Linked DNA regions of Mus musculus: all the other regions are linked to region 1. The links are chromatin contacts, called in public ChIA-PET and Hi-C maps. All regions are on one chromosome and are shown on one strand. Each heading gives the region's core, a stretch centred on a gene start, on an enhancer-like site or on the middle of the called end of the contact. The rest is flanking DNA. Distances are from core to core; before and after follow the strand shown.

What was found. A called contact is a pair of places that touch in the nucleus more often than the background predicts. ChIA-PET counts read pairs in DNA pulled down with a chosen protein or histone mark.
Region 2: a Hi-C map of rod photoreceptor shows a contact between it and region 1, with 2.4 times the contacts expected there. The contact joins the promoter of Morn4 here to the enhancer-like site in region 1. A contact is called at or near these places in 14 of 39 promoter capture datasets (the 3T3-L1 cell line, 3T3-L1-derived adipocytes, the HPC-7 cell line and 9 more), 14 of 484 Hi-C or Micro-C datasets (the HPC-7 cell line, the N1E-115 cell line, bone marrow-derived macrophages and 10 more), 6 of 115 datasets of contacts at active chromatin or transcription factors (the SCID.adh cell line, bone marrow-derived macrophages, effector CD8 T cells and 2 more) and 4 of 9 other capture datasets (adipose tissue, embryonic stem cells, liver and 1 more).
Region 3: an RNA polymerase II ChIA-PET map of effector CD8 T cells shows a contact between it and region 1, with 6 read pairs. The contact joins two enhancer-like sites. A contact is called at or near these places in 4 of 39 promoter capture datasets (cranial neural crest, embryonic stem cells, neutrophils and 1 more), 20 of 484 Hi-C or Micro-C datasets (differentiating embryonic stem cells, embryonic heart, embryonic stem cells and 2 more), 3 of 115 datasets of contacts at active chromatin or transcription factors (effector CD8 T cells and embryonic stem cells) and 4 of 9 other capture datasets (adipose tissue, embryonic stem cells, liver and 1 more).

The regions. Positions count from the first base shown.
Region 1 is chr19:41,968,525-41,971,063 of GRCm38.p6, reverse strand. It overlaps Mms19 (MMS19 cytosolic iron-sulfur assembly component), which reads left to right. Exons shown (of 31, transcript NM_028152.3): 2 at 1,313-1,361. Among named protein-coding and RNA genes, the nearest start is that of Mms19, 11 kb to the left of the region's middle. Within about 2 kb of position 1,268, at least 23 of the 459 cell types and tissues checked have an H3K27ac peak or open chromatin away from gene starts, as enhancers often do. A contact at or near this core is called in effector CD8 T cells, olfactory sensory neurons and rod photoreceptor, where this site is marked.
Region 2 is chr19:42,085,098-42,087,636 of GRCm38.p6, reverse strand. It overlaps Morn4 (MORN repeat containing 4), which reads left to right and starts at 1,267. Exons shown (of 5, transcript NM_198108.2): 1 at 1,267-1,440.
Region 3 is chr19:41,873,239-41,875,777 of GRCm38.p6, reverse strand. It overlaps Rrp12 (ribosomal RNA processing 12 homolog (S. cerevisiae)), which reads left to right. Exons shown (of 34, transcript NM_199447.2): 21 at 903-1,061; 22 at 1,169-1,249; 23 at 1,437-1,542; 24 at 1,928-2,035. Among named protein-coding and RNA genes, the nearest start is that of Rrp12, 22 kb to the left of the region's middle. Within about 2 kb of position 1,262, at least 25 of the 459 cell types and tissues checked have an H3K27ac peak or open chromatin away from gene starts, as enhancers often do. A contact at or near this core is called in effector CD8 T cells, where this site is marked.

The DNA.
Region 1 (2,539 bases), core at 19-2,518:
AGAAATGTATATATTTGACAAATGTACTGTGTCCGCTGATAAAATGGGGAGACTGGGAGAAGGTTGTACAGAAACTCTGCATTGTCTTTGCAACTTTTCTGTTAATCTAAAACTATCCCAAGGCCAGGTGTGGTGCTATGTGCCTTCAATCCTAGCACTTATTATTATTATAATAAAGTATTCTGTGCACATACTATAACCATGGACAGTATAACACTGTTCTGTGTTACGATCTTGTCCGATTTTCAGTGTACACACACACATATAGCTACTTCAGTCTTATTTCACATGTGAGCTATTGTGAACAATGCTACAGGGAACGTGGGCATATGACACTCTTTGCGGATATTAATTTATTTCCTTTGTATATGAAACAGGAGTGTTATAGCTGGGTTGTAGAGGCTTTTTTTTTTCTCTTTTTGAGGCACCTCCATACTCTTTTTTTTTCCATAGCAACTGTACTAGTTTACATTCTCACCAACGAAGTTTGTACATACTCCCGTTTCTGTCTGTCCTTCCAACCCTTGTCTCTTGTCTGTTTTGTAAGCAGCAGCATCCTGACAGGTATGAAGCCAGAGCATTGAGTGCCTTTTAAATGTACAGTTTTGCTAAATATCTTTTTTGAGGGGGGGGTTTCAGGACAGGATTTCTCTGTATAGCCCTGGCTATCCTGGAACTCACTCAATAGACCAGGCTGGCCTCAAACTCAGAAATCCGCCTGCCTCTACCTCCCGAGTGCTGGGATTAAAGTCATGTGCCACCACCGCCTGGCCTGAATTTCTATCTAGTTCCTTTCTTTCTCTTGGTCTCCCTGATCTACCCCTCCTCTACCCCTTACGTGGCTGTGCTAGCTGCTGGGTTAGTCACTGTTAGGAATTGAGCTCAGGGCTCTCAGTGCAGGCCAGGTCAGCACTTGGTCAGCTGAGCTACACCTTCAGCAATGGTTTTGTTTATTTGTTTTGCCTTTGTGCCATTTGTCCCCATTCATCTTTTATGCTGTTTTATATAGACTGTTGTGTGTATATATACACAAAGGGTTTTTATTTGATAATACTAATTTATATGTAGCCAGCTTATTCTTTAATCTGGCCTTTCTGCCTATACAATCATTTCAGTTAAAGATGAAAATGCTTATTTAAAAAAAAAAAAAAACTTGCGACTGCATATTTGAAATGTGGCAGCTTCTTTCTTGTCTAGGAGGGGTCTTACTCAGCAGTGTGTAGTCTCCTAGCACAGGGCGCGGTGTAAACAGGAAGCACTCAACCATCGAACCCTGTTTTAACTTTTTCGTATTTCTTTCGATTTCTTCTAGATGTGAAGTCCGGTGGCTATACAGTGTTACAAGTAGTAGAAGCCCTTGGGTAAGCCCCTCTCTTTTAGAATATGCTTCCAGTCTTGCCTAGATACTTCCATGCATTATTCCCTCCCTAGAACCTGATTTTTTTTCCCTTGTAGTTGAAGGCTTCTGATCCATGTCAGCACTCAGTCTAAGCTGGTCTTGGGTTGTTCCTCTTAGAAAGGTACAACCTGTAATCCACATCAGGTTCTGACTCAGCCTGCAGGTTTAGGTAAAACGGGTGGCTACGGCCTTCCACTGTTGTCTCATCGGAACGCCAACCCTCTGTGCTTCCTTAGATCCACCTAATCCCTCAGGAGTCTAGCTGCCGCAGATGGCTTCGACATCCGATAGGTCCTGTCTCCCTGTCTGGAGGATGACTGTGCCAGATCCCCAGACTCTGACTGTGCGAGTCAAAGAAGAGTGTTATAACCTGGGCTTCTGAGAATCAGATTAGATACATGCTTGTAGTCTAGGGCTTGCTTTCCTCAAATCTCAGACCACAGACCACTTATGTTGACCAGTCTTATTAATAAGTTATTATTCAAAACGCATGCTTCTGAAATAGGAAAAACAAATCAAAACAGATAAAGGAAGTCTTAAAAACTGCCACATCTTACACAGAACAGACTACTTAGCTTTTCTGGTTGCTCTCTCATGGCCCTAGGTTTTTTTTTTTTTTGCTTTGGTGTGGTTTGGTTTGGTTTGGAGACAGGGTCTCTCTAGGTAGCTCTGGCTGTCCTTGAACTTACTCCATAGACCAGGCTGGCCTCAGACTCAGAAATCCGCCTGCTTCTGCTTCCTGAGTGCTGGGATTAAAGTTGTACTGCTACCACTCAGCATTATTTTTTTTTAATAATAGTTTTATTGAAAACGTAATTGACACAGGGCTAGAGAGATGGATCAGTAGTGAAAAATGCAGGCTGCTCTTCCAGAGGACCCAGGTTCAGTTCCCCGTACTCCTATGGCAGCTCACAACTATCTTTAATTCCAGTCTCAGGGAATCTGGCACCCTCTTCTGGCTTCGTGGGAGCTAGGCATGCATGTGGTACACATACATAGGGGCAAAACATCCATACACATAGACAAATCTTTAAATATATATTTTTATACATACACACACATACATATCTGATATATCCAAGCTCACTAAATTGTCTCACCCCCTGCATCCTTCCCCACAGTCACCGTTCAGCCATTCAA
Region 2 (2,539 bases), core at 18-2,517, 120 kb before region 1:
CATCTTGCTGGCCAAAGAAACTACATTTTGCAAGCTTTTGTTGTTGTTGTTGCAAATTTATAGGTCTTTCCATAATTTGGTCTCACATAATCTGTGATTTAATCTCATTTCTTCATATTTCCTAACACAAGTTCTAAAGAGATCCCTTTCTTTACATTCTATTTTTCAATGACTGCACTTATTTGTTTTGTTTTGTTTTGAGACAGGGTTTCTCTGTATAGCCCTGGCTGTCCTGGAACTCACTTTGTAGACCAGGCTGGCCTCAAACTCAGAAATCTGCCTGCCTCTGCCTTCCGAGTGCTGGGATCAAAGGCGTGCGCCACCACGCCCGACTCAATGACTGCACTTTAATCTACAATCTATTCCACAGTTTAGCTTATATTACCTAGTGAGTATTATTAATACCATATTGAATTTATTGGTCTGATCTTATTTTACAGGCCAGAGAGCTCACTAAGTTACTCAAAAACATACACAATTTGTAAGTAGCGAAGATAGGATTTGAACACAGAAATCAAATCTTTTCAAATTAACTTCAAACTACCGTTCTTTTGGCGTTATGTTCTCATACAGGTCCTGAAAAGCCACCCTTATTTTCATCATTACCATTTTCTAACCTGCAGCTGAAGAAATCCCAATCCAAAAAGCTATTTGAAGCCATTTGCTTTGTCTTTCAATGCCTCACACATGTCATATGAGTTCCATGAGAGAAGCAACGACGGACAACCCTGGCTTCCCAAGCCCTGAAGAACTTGCTGCCCACACGCACTTCAATAAATAAACATACAGCTATACAGACATTCGGGAACAGTATTTGGGAAGATTTGCTCCAATAATAGCAATATATTTTAAATACAGAAGACGTGGAACACAGTGATTCCCTATGAATGCAAATGTGCAGCGCATCATTAATTACAAAGCTGAGCTTCTAAAGCACGGTTTAGGTTTTCTCTTCATACTTAGCGGTGGAGTTGTTCATGCATCTAAAAATCACAACCTTTAGAGAGGGTAGCCACTTTGAACACTTGTTCAGCCTTATTTAGGATTAAAGTTTATGCCTGGAGGTCTCTGGAGAGGGGAAACCTGGGTCCTTGTTTTCTGTTGGGACTAATGAGATTGGACAGCCGGCTCAGCCCCACCTCTCTTTCAGATCTTTGGCCCAGACTCCCAAAACACTGGGCCCCTCACAAAGATGGCACGAAAGAGGGCTGGACCAATGGGGAGTGGCGTTGCTCGCGGTTGCCTAGGTAACAGCCAATGAACAGCAGGAATTGTGCCCAGTGCGGCCCGTCAGGGATGGCGGCGTCCAGTGTGGCTGAGGCGGGTGGAGGTGGCGGAGGGGAGAGTGGCAGTTGGGAGCCCAGAGCAGCAAAGATCCTAGCTGCTGGAGACCCGCATCGCGTTGGGGCGTGACAGTCGTCGCCCAGAAGCCAAGCTCAGGTAGGCTCGCGACGCGGGTGGGAGGAGGACCTGGGAGTGCGGTCCACCAGGTAGGGACTAAGGCGGCAAGCAGGTGACTGGGCTAGGGAGCGAGCCTCTGTCCTGGCTGTACTGACCAGAAGGTGGCTGTGAGTGGGACCCCAAAATTGGGTTTGGAATTTCGATCCAGAGGTTGTAGCCCCGGAGAACACAGAACACTGGTTATCGAGAGGGGTGTGCCAGGCTGTGTCTGGAGGGAATGCCAGACCCATGAGAGCCTGAAGAGCCTGTGTGGTGGGGGCCGACCCCCCCAAAAAAGGACGGAGCCGGGCTGGGATGAAAAATGCAGTGGAAGACTGGGTTGCCTGGTGAAAGTCTGGGGCTTTGTTTAATCTAGGGCGCGTCTGTGCCACAGGTAGGGAGAGGTCCCACATACTGAGGCTTGGGAAATGGATTGTCATCTCTGCAATTCCGCATCCACAAACAACTTAGGTACCAACCTGAGTAACTTCGCTTTATTAGAGCCCAGCACAGGCATTCTCCTTTCCCTTGGCATAAAATAGTGTCCAGACAATATTACTTCGGAGAGTCCACCACTCTTGGTTCATCGTGTTTTTAAAAACCTTCCTGTACCAGTGTTCTCTTTTCATCTTTTTGCATCTAACTATCCCACATTCTTCCTAAATAAGACCTGCTTATAGTAACAATGCCCCTGTTTACTTTCCAGCTAGGAAGGGGATTCGAATTATAAAGTTCAAAACCTAATTATTTCATATTCATTTAAAAACACATTTTATAAAACAGTATTTCCAGTTTCCTAATATTTGTTCATCAAAGCTTTCATTTTTTTTCTCCTCTTAGGGTTCTAAAAACCCAAGGTTGCTTCCCTTTTTTTGTTTTTTTTGTTTGTTTGTTTGTTTGTTTTTGGTTGCTTCCTTTATAACTAAAAGATTGCCAACCCAAGAAAGTGGTTTTGGGGACATTTTGGAGATTGTGTGAGTAGTTTGGGTGGCTACTTCCAAACAGTCTCTAACTGGGATATGATTATTCGTAGATTGGAGGGGGGAACTGTTGTTATTTTGTTTTTTTTTTTTTGTTTTTTTTTTTTAAAGGCATGTGC
Region 3 (2,539 bases), core at 13-2,512, 95 kb after region 1:
GCCACCATGTGGTTGCTGGGATTTGAACCCTGGACCTTCGGAAGAATAGTCGGGTGCTCTTACCCACTGAGCCACCTCACCAGCCCCTCCTTTCTCTTTCTTTTCTCTTTTCTTTTTCCTTTTTCCTTTTTTTTTTCCTGGATGCACTCAGGTTCTCCTGGATGCTGGGCATGCCCTCTGAGCCACACCCCCAAGATCTTGTTTAGAGCTGGCCTGCCTATGCCTTTGCTCATTCTCACTGCCCTGTCGAAAATGCTTACAATGTGCAGTGTTCAGCCCAGTAGCACCCTCCTGAGGACCAGTCTCCCTGCTCCCCGCCAGTTTGTATAGTAGCTAGAGGAAGATGTGTGCAGGCGGACACAGATGTCAGGGCAGGCTGGGATGAGCTGGCGAGGCCTGGGAACTCCTTCAGCTTAGAGGAGAGCGTGCTAGTCAGAGAGTGCCAGGTCTATCTCCCTATATTCTGATGCCTGTGCCCAGGCTTGGGTGTCTGCTATTTATTACTTTTATTTTCTTAGATTTGATTCTATTTTATGTGTGTTTTGCCTGCATTATGTGCCTGGTGTCACATAGATGAGAAGGCAGCAGCTCCCCTGAAGCTGTGAAAGTGGAGTTTAAGACAGTTGTGAGATGCCATGTGGGTGCTGAGAATGGAAGTGGGTCCTTTAAAAGAACAAGTACTTTGAATCACTGAGCCCTGGCCTCAGCCCCCTTATATGTTATTTAGTGGTGGTGAGAATGGTTTGGAAATCCAGTCTGGCTTTGTCCCTGAAGCTATGGCTCCTGTTTCCAGACCAGCTTCTCTCTGAATCCTCTCTAGTAGATGCTTGGGGAATGTCACAGGATGGAGTGGAACCCAGTCCCCTTCCTTATTATCTCCACGTCTCGTTTGCCCTCTCAAGAGCAAGGTCCACGGTGTACAGAAGAAGGCCTACCGCGTGCTGGAGGAGGTGTGTGCCAGTTCTCAGGGCCCGGCAGCCCGCTTCGTGCAGAGCCACCTGGATGATCTGAAGAAGACTCTGCTGGACTCGCTTCGGACCACATCCTCGCCTGCTAAAAGGGTAAGGGTTCCGGGCTGCCTCGTCTGCAAGGGAGGGAGGGCGTCAACAGGCACGCCCAGGGGTCAGGGTGACACTGGAGGACCCCGGTGTTGTTGTTGTGCCCACAGCCCCGTTTGAAGTGCCTCATACATATTGTGAAGACGCTGTCGGCTGAGCATGAGGAGTTCATAGCTGCCCTCATCCCAGAGGTGAGGGGTTGTGGAGGGATGTGGGTTGTGGTTTCTTAGTGTGGATTCCAAGAGAGGCCCGAGGAGGGAGGGCTGTAGGTAACAGTGGGAGCACACGCTCCCTTCACTGCCTAGTGCATGTGTAGGCGTGAAGAGCTCACCCAGGCTGCCCCTCAGTTCCATGTCCTGACAAAGGCTGTTTGGCCAGGTGATCCTGTGCACCAAGGAGGTGTCAGTGGGTGCAAGGAAGAGTGCGTTTACCTTGCTGGTGGAGATGGGCCATGCTTTCCTGCGATTTGGCTCCAACCAGGAAGGTGAGAGTGTGGGCTGTGGACTGAGAGCTGGGGTGGACAAACTGCCTTGGCCCAGAGAAGACTTTTTTTTTTTTTTTTTTTTGGTTTCTCGAGACAGGGTTTCTCTGTGTAGCCCTGGCTATCCTGGAACTCACTCTATAGACCAGGCTGGCCTCGAACTCAGAAATACGCCTCCCTCTGCCTCCCAAGTGCTGGGATTAAAGGTGTGCGCCACCATGCCCAGTGAGAGAAAAGTCTTAAAGCCTCTGTCCAGTCTTAAGAGAAAAGGTGGAGGGAACGCCTTGTCTTGTTCTGCCTGTGGCTTTGAGTGGACTGCACTGAAGGCCAATAGTACCCATCCCTGAGCACCCTGTCTTCGAGTAACTGTCCCACTCTCTGTCCTCAGACGCTCTGCAGCGGTACCTTGTCCTCATCTATCCTGGCCTTCTGGGTGCAGTTACCACAGTTAGTTGCAGCATTTTGGCTCTGACCCACCTCTTGTTTGAGTTCAAAGGTAAGTGTTTACCTGAAGGGTGCTGTTATGGTAAAGAGTGCTCCAAACATCAGGACAGGGTGATGCCAGAATGGGGAAAAGCATCAGGATGCAGCAAACAGACCCAGAACCCGGCCTGTCTGCTTCCTAGTCTCTTCCCACAACATTCTCCCTTCATCCTTACATTCGCACCACCCATCAGCTTTAGGCCCCAGTGTCCTGGGACTTTTGTCAGATTGGTCAGAAAGAGGGTTGGCCTGTCCCTATGTCTTAGTTCTGGTCCCTCCTCTTACCAACCACATCAAACTTTGAGCATCTTTACTAACCTCTCAGAACCCCTGCTAGTCTCTAAGATAAAAGATGTATGGATACTCCATGGGTGGTGTTCAAGCTGTTAGACCCAGAAAGGCCCTGAGAACATCTGACCCCTGGGTGGGTCTTGGGTTTGAGGGGCTCAGGTATCTGACAGCAGCCCCTGTGCACAGGGCTGATGGGGACCCGTGGGTGGCTCTTGGGTTTGAGGGG